Regions from separate parts of the Sus scrofa genome. Here region 2 is linked to region 1. A link is a contact called in public Hi-C data. All regions are on one chromosome and are shown on one strand. Each heading gives the region's core, a stretch centred on a gene start, on an enhancer-like site or on the middle of the called end of the contact. The rest is flanking DNA. Distances are from core to core; before and after follow the strand shown.

Region 1 (5,107 bases), core at 259-2,758:
ACGGGGAGGGGAAGAACTGCCTCTTCCTAATCATGTCCCTTCTTGGAATCTACTCTCCCCCACCTTTGTCCCCCAGAGACACCTTTCCCAGGACTGAGCAAACCACTCCTCGCTTACCTAACCCCCAAAGCTCTCCCCCAACCCCAAATCCATTCCCATCCTATACTCTTCTCCACACAGCTGGACTACATGACTGACAAATTCCAACCGGCGAGGACTGGTCCAAAGAGCCTTAAACCTTCCTTCTCCGGAGCGGCCTGGAGAAAACTCTCTCCTCCCGTGGGCGGGAACGTGTTGTGGGGGTGGGGCAGGGCTGGTTCAGGCTTTCTGGGCACCGGCCGCACTCATTTCCTCCCGCTTTATTTCTTCTGTTACAGTGTCTGCATTTAACAAACTTTCTTTCACTGGGCGCCTGCCTTGTGTCCGGCCCTGTGCTAGGTGATGCTGGGGACCAAGCAGTGAGATAACATTGGTACGTGTCCCCAGGAGGCCCACAATCCAGTGACGGCCAGGGCCAAGGTCGGGGAGACTCAGGCAAAGGAGTCAGGGTCGCGATGAGGGAAGCACAGGACCCTGTGGGAGGCCAGAATGGGTCTGGACCATCCCTGGAGCCTCAGAACTGAGAGGAAAACTTTGAGAAGAGTTCTGACTCAAGAGGCAGCCTGGGAATTGAGGGCGTATTTTCAGGATGGGAAAAAGTTTCAAGATCCAGAGGTCTTTTTAAAAGTATCCTTGATTTTGACTTACAATGTTGTGCCAGAGGTCTTTTTTTTTCCCCCCTCATTTTCGAGAACTTGATACGAACCTGGCATTGTTGTAGGCACTGAAGATAAGGCAGGGAAGAAAACCGAATCTCTGTTCACGGCGGTGGAGCCATTTTAGAAAGAGTGAGTCAGTCGGTGCGGCAGGATTGTAGAGAGCAAGGGAGAGTGCATCAAGCCAGACCTGAAGGGCTTTAAGGCAAAAAAAAAAAAAAAAAAAAAAAGTAGTTTGGACTTTGTCCCCACGACAGTGGGGAGCCAAGAGCGAGTTTCCCGCAGCAGGGGTGCCATCCTGAGGGAGGAAGGGCTAAGATCTCCCAGGCAACACAGGCCGCACCAAACTATTGGCTGGCCTTCGGTGCGTCATCCTCCTCCTCCGCAGGGTCCGCCCTCCAAAGCTAGGGGCGCGGCCTTCGTGAGAGGCGCAGCGGGGTCCTCCCGGTAAGCGGGGTGGGGCCGGGCGTGCCTGTCAATCTTCCTCCGCGACTGGGTCCAGGCTTGGTATAAAGGGGTCGCAGAGAGCAATGAAGACGGTCTTGGAGCGAGGACAGTAGCCGAGTTGAAAGAAACAGTTTTGGTGCAACATCCACCCTAGAGAGGTGGCCCTGCCTCCCGGCAAGTCAGAATCCTTTAAAAGGTCCGCGGAGCGAAGGAGGGGAAGGCGGGTCCGGCGTCTCCAGGCGACAGGCGGTAGCTCCGCCTAGCCAATCCGCGCCCTGCGGTGGGCAGGACTCCAGCCAATCATGGTTCGCGGCTCGGCTCCGGGCGGAGCTGGGTGGGCCTGAGGCCAGACCGAGAGGCCCCGGGGTGGTGAGCGCGGCCCCTACCCAGCACTCGCAAAGGAGGGTCGCAAAGCCGCGGGCGTTCCCGGAGGTAGTTGTTGCGAACCTGGCAGTTGAGGTGAGGTGTGGCTGCCTGGCTTGGGATCCGCCTTGGGTTGAGGGAAGTGGAGGCGCTCCGGAGAGTTGTGGAGGCGGGGTATGGGTGGGAGTAGGGGGCGCAGGTTTGGAGAGACTGAGTTTCGAGATCCTGAAAGGAAGGCGAAGTTTTGGGGACAGGGTCTTCAAGTGGAGGGAGTCTGAAGCTGGGACACGGGGTGTTTGGGAAGCGAGAGAACTAGGGAAGGAACTTTTGGGGGCAGGAAATCTGAAGATTGGGATAATTCAGGTCTCCGGGACGAGTTAAAGTCGGGCACTACTGTTCAGGAAAAAGTTTGAGGCGTTGCGCTGTGATCCCGAGCATTTGGAGAAGCGAAAGAAATAGGGGCAAGGACTCGATCTCCTAGACGCAGTGGTGGAGAGGGGTCCTGGGGAGAGGAGAGTTCCCAGTCAGGTCTTGGAGCCGGAGGGGGAGTCGGAGATGAGGTTGAGAAGCATTTGAAAGACCGGAGAATAGGGGAAAGTTGACGGGGAGGGTCTCAAAATTCAGATACCTAGCGGCCCGAACAGAGCGCATCGGAGAGCATTTGTAAGTCTTTGAGCGATGTGTTGGGGCCTGGGTCTCTGGACCCGAGAGTAGTTTGATGGAAGAATTTGGGACTTTCTACGGTCCGCAGGACCGGTAGAAAGCAGTTTAGAATCGGAGTCGGGTGGGGGAGGGGTGTTTCGGGCGTGGAGCTCAGACCCGCAGCCCTGAAGGCAGCGGAGGGCGGGGCTCGGCGGGCGCCGGGCAGCTGGACGTCCGGGTTCCCTTCCCCCACCCACCACGGGCCGCTTTGCGCATGCCCTAAGGGAAGGCGGGGAAGGTGCGTCCCTGCGGCTTGCTGAGCCCTCCGGGGGTTGTAGTGCGCGTTCAACGTCAGTACGTGTACCTGGAGGCTATTGGCCCACATTTCCCATAAGCCCCAAGGACCAAGTTGGGGCGTGTCTGGGTTCCGAACTCGAACTTCGTCGAGGGGGCGGGGCCTGTAGAGAGCGGGGGCCTGGTTGGATGGGCTGGTCGGGGGCGGGGCTTGGCGTGAGTAATGTTCTGGCGAGTTTTCCTACCGGACTCATGCTGGAGAAACCTGAAGGCAACCACAGAGGGAGTGAGGGAGGTATTTTCACTGTTGTTGCGAGAGCTCCCAGTCAGGAAAAATATTTGTTCTCTGTAAAAGAAGAGTCTCCACAGATAGGTTCCCTATCAGGGTTCCAGGTGGCTAGAATATAGTAGACATTCAAAAAAAAAATTTTTTAAGTGATTGTGGACCTGTATTTTATTTTTTGTTTCATTTTGTTTTCAAATTAAAGAAATATATATATTTTTGTCTTTTCTAGGACCGCACCCGCGGCATGTGGAGGTTCCCAGGCTAGAGGTCTAATCCGAGCTATAGCCGCCGGCCTTCGCCACAGCCACGCCAGATCCAAGCCTTGTCTGCGACCTACACCACAGCTCAAGGCAATGCTGGATCCCTAACCCAATGAGCAAGGCCAGGGATCGAACCTGCAATCTCATGATTCCTAGTCGGATTCGTCGGGAACTCCTCAAATAAAAATATTGAATGAGGAATTCCCGTTGTGACTGGACGGTAAGGAACCCAGCTAGTATCCATGAGACTGGTGTTCAATCCCTGGCTTTGCTCAGTGGGTTAACGATCAGGCGTTTCCGTGAGCTGCGGTGTAGGTCACAGATGTGGCTAGGATCTGGCGTGGCTGTGGTGTAGGCCAGCAGCTGAAGCTCCGATTTTGACCTATAGCCTGGGAACTTCTATATGCCACAGGGTGCCGGCCTAAAAAGAAATTTTTTTTCAATAAATAACTGGCAATGAACTCTTGTTCATTGTGCGTGTAGTATCACTTCCCAAGATCTCACAGCTGAGCAGTGTGAAAGGCAGAAGTCAACCCTAGGAATCTCTACTTGCAGGCCAGGTGTCTGTACTCAGTATCTGTCTTGTGTGTGTCGTGTTTGAAAATAAGAGTATTGTGAAAGAACAGCCTTAAGACTCCAGAACTTGAATTAAGATTCCTTGTAGATGAGGAAATTGAGTCTCAAGGAAGTAAATTCACTACTGGAGGCCACATGGGCCAGTAAGTGGGATTCAAACCCAGCTGTGTCTTGCGTCCAGATCTTGTTTTGTTAATCACATACATATACTCTCTTCCTTAGCCTTGTGAGATTTATTTGGGCCATTAAAAATCAACAGCCATACAGGAGATTCAGGATTTGAACTAACCCTGCTGTGTCTCACTTGCCCCTCTTCTTACCACAGGGCATCATGGTAGGCTTGAAGAGGAAACACTCAGATTTGGAGGAGGAAGAAGAGGATGAGAAGTGGGACTGGAGTCCCACAGGCCTTCGGAGCTACCAGCAAGCCCTGCTCCGCATCTCCCTAGACAAAGTCCAGCGAAGCCTGGGCCCCCGAGCACCCAGCCTTCGAAGGCATGTCCTCATCCACAACACCCTCCAACAACTCCAAGCAGCGCTTTGCCTGACGCCTGCACCTGCCCTGCCCCCCGAGCCCCTCTTCCTGGGCGAGGAGGACTTCTCCCTGTCGACCACCATCGGCTCTATTCTCAGGGAGCTGGAGACCTCCATGGATGAGACTGAGCCCCCTCCCAATCCAGTGGCTCCCCCAGGTCCCCAGAATGAAGTATTGCCCCAGCCCGATCCGGTCTTCTTAGAAGCTCTGAGCTCCCGGTACCTAGGGGACTCCGGCCTGGATGACTTCTTCCTGGACATTGACACATCGGCAGTGGAGAAGGAGCCTGCACTGACCCCACCCGAGCCTCCTCACAACCTCTTCTGTGCCCCAGGTTCCTGGGAGTGGAATGAACTAGATCACATCATGGAAATCATTCTGGGATCCTAAAACTTTGATGGGGAGGGGGCGCTCCTTCCCCATCTCAGCCTTGGTGGGCTGAAATCCCTGGATGCAACTCTGTGTGTGTGTGTTTATATGGAGGCTTTAAGCAGTAACTGTGGCCTCCTTTGCTCCCATTTCAGGGTTCCACAAACTGTCTTGCATGTGTGTGTGTGTCTGGTTATCGCAGCCTTCTGTGAAGGTGGGTCTTCCTGAATTAATTTATCTGTTGCAAATGCCTTAATGAGACTCTGTTTCTGGGAGTCTGATTTCCCACGTCCACATTTCTTCTGCCTTTCCCTCCAGTTCCTACTCCCCTCGTGTCCCCTGGGGCCTCAGGGAAGATAAGCTGGGCCTGTCAAAGGATGACAGGGAGGTGCTGCCTGGTTGCTATGGAAACCCAGCTTCTGCCTCTTGCACCTCTAGGGAATGGGAGGGGCTGGCCTCCTCCCCAGGCTGAACCCCACCTCCTTCATAGGACCCCAGTCCCAGCAGCCTCCTGATTCATGACCAGGCCGGACCACGTGCAATAGGGTGGAAACCAAACTGCTCCATGCCGCATTATTTA
Region 2 (5,504 bases), core at 1,301-3,800, 260 kb before region 1:
CCATCTGAACCCAGTACCACCATACCTGACAGCCAGAAAGGGTACCATCCCTACGCAAAGAAGGTACTGAGCTGAAGACGCTTGGTAAAAGAGAGAAAAGGTGCGTGGGAGTCCCTTGTGGTGCAGCTAATTAAGGATCCTGCATTGTCACTACAGGTCCCTATCATTGCCATGGTGTGGATCTGACCCCCGGCTGGGAACTTTCATATACTGGGGGGTGGGTGTGTGTCTATGTGCTGTGTAGCCAAAAAAAAAGAAAAAAAAAAAAAAAAAAAAAAGACATGTGACGGAGGCAGGGGAAGTGGGAAGCAAAGAGCCAAAATGATCTCTCTGGGCTGTCTCAACCCTCCATCCCATGAACTCAGTTTGGGCCCCAGCATTCCCCTGGACTCTGGGTCACTCCAGTCTTCTCTCTTGTCCACTCGAGTTCACCTGTCACAGGATGGTACCCCTTGTCTGGTTCCCCAATGCCCTCAGGATGAAGTCCGACACTTTACCCAGCCTAAAAGGACCCAGGAGCCAGAGGGCGCTGCTCACTGGAACGTTCTATTGAGAGGCCTCTAAATCTCAGGCACCCAAAACTGCAGGACTTACCTTCCCAGAATGCCCTGGGCTCTTTGCCCCGAGACATTGTGCATGTAGGTCCAGCTTAGGAATTCTCTTCTCCCTCATCCAAAATACTGCCTCCTCTTCCTGGAAAGCTTTTCCAAAATGCCTCCTTTTCTATAAAACTGAATACCCCTTTCTAGGTGCCCTGATCACCCCACTGGACTGTGGCTCCATGAAGCCAGGACCAGGACTGTCTCAGTCACCAGTGTGTCCCCAGCTCCACAAAGCACTGGCTGGCTGTCATGCTCTAAAAGCACTGAGCTATTTGGAGTTTTCCTGTGGTACAGCAGGTTAAGAATGTGGCATTGGGAGTTCCCGTCGTGGCGCAGTGGTTAACGAATCCGACTAGGAACCATGAGGTTGAGGGTTCGGTCCCTGCCTTGCTCAGTGGGTTAAGGATCCGTCGTTGCCGTGAGCTGTGGTGTAGGTTGCACACCGGCTTGGATCCCGCGTTGCTGTGGCTCTGGCGTAGGCCGGTGGCTACAGCTCTGATTCGACCCCTAGCGTGGGACCTCCATATGCCAATGGAGCGGCCTAAGAAATAGCAAAAAAAAAAAAAAAAAAAAAAAAAAAAGAATGTGGCATTGGCTACAGTTTGCTCCCTGGCTCAGGAACTTCCACATGCTGCAGGTGTGCCCCCCCCCAAAGTTTATGAGAAATTTACATGGCTTCTTTTATTATCTTCAACAGGAACTATCAGCAACCTCAAACTCAACCTCAACAATTTGGTTCTCCTGACAATTGTCTTGAGGTGATAAGCAGGAAGTAACACCTTTACTAACTACTGGGTACCATAAAAACAAGCTGCATGGCAGTTTAGTCAACATAATCCCCATAACATCCATGCAAACGTTGTATTAAGGTTTTTTCCAGTTTTCCTATATAAAAAATGAGGATCAGTAACTTGCTCAAGAAAATGGAAAAATATGTTAAATGTCAAGAATTGAGTTCTTCGGAGTTCCTGTCGTGGCTCAGCGATGATGAACCCGACTAGTGTCCACGAGGGTGCCTTTCTCAGTGGGTTAAGGATCTGGCATTGCTGTGAGCTGTGGTATAGGTTGCAGACGCAGCTCAGATCCCAAGTGGCTGTGGCTGAGGCACAGGACGGCAGCTGCAGCTCTGATTCAACCCCTAGCCTGGGAACTTCTGTATGCCAATGGGCAGCCCTAAAAAGACAATTAAAAAAAAAAAGAATCCAGTTCTCAGGCAGAATTCCTCCAGGCTGGTGTTGGCCTCACTCACTTTTCCATGCTGTGTGACCTCAGGCAAATCAAACTACCCATGAGTCCCAGTTACCTAATCTGAGAAATGGGGTCAACAGGTCCTTCCTGCGGGGTTGCCATTTAAATTCAATGTAATCAAGATTTATAAACAGAGTGTTAGCCATCATTATTATTCATCTCATTTTCACTTTGAAATGAAACAGTGTCATTGTGGGCTGATCACTGAGACCATGACAATGACCAAGGCAGTTCCAGCTCCTACCCTCAGGGAGGTCAAAGGCCAACAGGGAGACTGCCCCAAAACAGTCCACAACCATCAGGGCTTAAAGGGGTATGTTCAGAGTCAAGGGAAGTTAGAAGCAAGCATGGCAGGCAGAAAGGGGAGGGGTAAGACTTCCGGGAGGAGGGCTCCTTGAGTTGAAACCTCGAAGGATGGGCAACAGTTACCAGGTTAATGGGCTGGCTGTAAGACAACTGAGGAAGTCTTAAACTCAGAGGAAGCAGCATGTGCAAAAGCCGAGGGGTTGGGGTTTACGCTAAGAGTTTGCCTGGAGAAGACTGAGAAAGAGACGCGGATGCTGGGGATAGACGAGGGGGCCGGCAAGTGTGGGACAGCCTCGAGTCGGAACTATTTCCAGAACTCACCATCCTTCTTGATCTTCTCGTTGAGATTGTTGATATAAATAGTGTGATTGGGACGGGTCTCGGGAACTGCCATGGAAGGAGTTGCTGAGACAGAGCTGAAAGAATAAAAAAGGTAACCTCGGAACTGGGTTTCTCCAAATCCTTTGTCCCAACGTGGGCTGCTTAGAGATCTTCCTTCTAAGAGGAAGTCAAGTGGGTAATGAGGAGGGAAAAGACAAACACCTCGAAAAACAAAGCAAACGCACGACACGGCGTCTCCTGCCCGCGTGGTGAAGGAAATCTCGAGAGGTTTACTACGAGTCCCAGGATGCTTTACGCCACTCTGTAGGCGGGGTGTCCGAGGTGGCGGTTCCCACTGGCCCACGCGCTCAAAGGGCGGCCCAGGAGAAAAAGCCCGGATGTATGAGCCAGTTAAGGTAGGAGTGAGAACTTTGCGGAGTCTTGGCCTCGCACAGCGCAGAAATAGCTCCTTCCCCCGACCCCCCGAGGCACGGCAAGGCCCGGGCGCCAGGCTCTCCACCCGCCCGATCCCAATGGCCGCTGAGCACACTACTCACGAACCAAGTCGCAGCTCCCGCAAGCGGCACCTTCTGCGTTGCTGTGCGCCGACCACAAAACTTCCTCTCCTGGTCCCGCCTTTATCTTTCTACAAACCAATCCCCTCGCGGACACCTGGTAGCTTGGCCAATCAGAGTAAGTCTCGCTCTCGGACCGAGGTTTTGCCAATCAAAACGATCCTTGGGTTCCCGCCTCAGCAGAACAACTCCGCCCGACCACTGCAAGCCCTTGGCTTTTGCGGCGCCCCGGGCTACAAGCCAATCAGTGAAGGCCGCGCCCCCTCACGCGCTTCTAGCCAATCGGGACGCAATTCTCGCGGCGGACTCCTCGGAGGCAGTTCTTTAGGAGCCCCACCTCTTCCCCCTCCGCTACGCGTTCTTTGTCACGTGATCGTTAAAGGGGCGGACACCACTTTCAAGTCTTACCACGAAATTTGGGAAAGGTTGTGCGCCGCGGTCGCCATTTTGCGGGGAGGGGAGCAGTGTTTTACCTTCCGACTCCGTTCCGTATCCGAGCGTTGTTGCGGCTCCCAACGACCTCCGATCTATCGGCCTTCCCGAACCCTCAAGCCTCCTCTTTTTGCGCTCTGATTTCAGGACTTTCTCCACAGCTAGGCCTTTTTCCCTGCCAGATGTCCTTTGACCTCTTGACCTCTGACTCAAAGGTCAGCGCTAAGGTTCCAAACTCGGGTCTGTGATGCGAGGGGTGGATATCTAGCCTAAATTCTCCCACTCTTTAATCCTGTGGCTCGAAATCCGCTTTCGGTGCCTTACTCTAGGTCTGAGCTTTCATATCCTGAGATTGAACCCCAAGTTTCCAAATCTAGCCCCTGATAAGTTAACTCCTAATGAGTATCACTGCTTGAGCCTTGCACCCCAACTCTGTATCTCAAATCTGGTTCCAGATTAAAGGACCGCGTTAACTCTCAAATTCCTTGTGATTTCAGTCAGCCTCAGGGATTGAGTCTGCTTCCAAAGTTCCAGGTTTTAGCCCTGATTTTTTCAGTCCTTCTGTTCACCTTCCTCCCCCAAGTCTGGAATTCAGCTCTAAAGCCTTCAGAATCTCCATCCCTGTGACCAACGCATTTGGGAGGATCCTTCCCTTCCCTCTGCTAAGCCTTCCAGTGCAAGTCACAGACCCCAAAATGATTTCTCCATGCTCTCCTCCCTTAGAGCCACCAATTCATCCTCCAGAAACTCCTGCACCCCAGACCCCCATCATCCCACCTCCTCCCCTACCCCCAAATCTCCCGGACGTAGCTTTTCCACCCTCTCCCTTGAGTCTCCAGGCCCCTGTACCCCCACCACCCCCACTGCCACCTCCACCACCTGCCACCGGCTTTGCTGCCCCTCATGTCTTCGGCCTGGAGAAGAGCCAGCTCCTGAAGGAGGCCTTGGAGAGGGCCGGCCCAGTCCCCAAGAGCAGAGAGGATGTCAAGAGGCTCCTGAAACTGCACAAGGACCGGTAGGGTCCCCATGCCCCACCTCACCCACCCACTCAGGGTCTCACCCAAAACCTGTCCCTAGGTCACTCCAGCCATCTCCTCTTGGGGTTTCCCGTTTGCTCAAGGTCAAACAGCCTGGAGTTCCTGTTGTGGCTCAGTGAGTTAAGAACCGGACTAGTATCCATGAGGCTGCAGGTTCAATCCCTGGCCTCACTCAGGGTGAGCATTAAGGGTCCAGCATTGCTGCAAGCTGCTCTGGCATGGCTGTGGCTGTGGCTGGCAGCTTCAGCTCCAATTCGACCACTATCCCAGGTGCAGCCATAAAGAGAAAAACAAAAATGAATAGCCTGTCTGCTTCAGCCCCCTACTTAGATCCTTTCAGTGGCAGTGTGCCTTCAGCCATGAAAAAAGTCCTGCCCTGACAAACACCCGGTGGGAGAGACAGATCCCACCTCTACCAGTGACAGCCCAGGGTGGTCAGAGCTGTGAGGGAAGGGCCCAAAGGGAGTACCTGGGCTGGGGGTCAGTGCAGCCCGCATAGAGGGGACCCCTGAGTGCTGTTGGGCAGATTATTCAGGGGTATGTGATGTGGAAAGTAAACAGTTTGTGCCCAGGCCCAGAGTGAAGTAAAGAGGTGTTTAATGACTTGCAAATACTTATTTCTGGGGGGCAGGAGACTTAGTTTCTGCACCACTGGAGGGTGAATTGTTTTGTGTATTCCTTGAGGAACCAGGGCCCTGCCTCAAGGCTGCACTGTTGTTTCTTAACTGATCCTCCCTTGTTTCTGCATTCCTTCCTTTAAGAGAGTTAATTCCTGGACCTATTCAAGGATGAGCATTGTGGCCAAGTGTAGATCACAAAATGCCTTAGGCCAAAGTGTCACAGTCATAACAACGCTGGATCCTTAAGCTGGATCCTTAACCCGCTGAGCGAGGCCAGGGATTGAAACCCTATCCTCATGGATGTTAGTCTGGTTCTTAATCTCCTGAACCACAACAGGAACTCGAGTTGTTTTTTTTTTTTTC

The links. Hi-C and Micro-C count contacts between places; a contact is called where the count stands out from the background.
Region 2: a Hi-C map of skeletal muscle shows a contact between it and region 1, with 3 times the contacts expected there. The contact joins the promoter of SNRPA here to the promoter of SERTAD3 in region 1. A contact is called at or near these places in 1 of 47 Hi-C or Micro-C datasets (skeletal muscle) and 1 of 2 datasets of contacts at active chromatin or transcription factors (alveolar macrophages).

What each region holds. Positions count from the first base shown.
Region 1 is chr6:48,709,151-48,714,257 of Sscrofa11.1, reverse strand. SERTAD3 (SERTA domain containing 3) reads left to right here and starts at 1,508. Exons shown (of 2, transcript NM_001244464.1): 1 at 1,508-1,661; 2 at 3,949-5,107. The coding sequence starts at 3,955. The coding sequence ends at 4,548. It overlaps LOC102158315 (a long non-coding RNA gene), which reads right to left and starts at 1,074. Exons shown (of 3, transcript XR_001303673.2): 1 at 806-1,074.
Region 2 is chr6:48,968,914-48,974,417 of Sscrofa11.1, reverse strand. It overlaps SNRPA (small nuclear ribonucleoprotein polypeptide A), which reads right to left and starts at 2,550. Exons shown (of 7, transcript NM_001077222.1): 1 at 2,478-2,550. The coding sequence starts at 2,550. C6H19orf54 (UPF0692 protein C19orf54 homolog) reads left to right here and starts at 3,374. Exons shown (of 4, transcript XM_005655850.3): 1 at 3,374-4,499. The coding sequence starts at 4,180.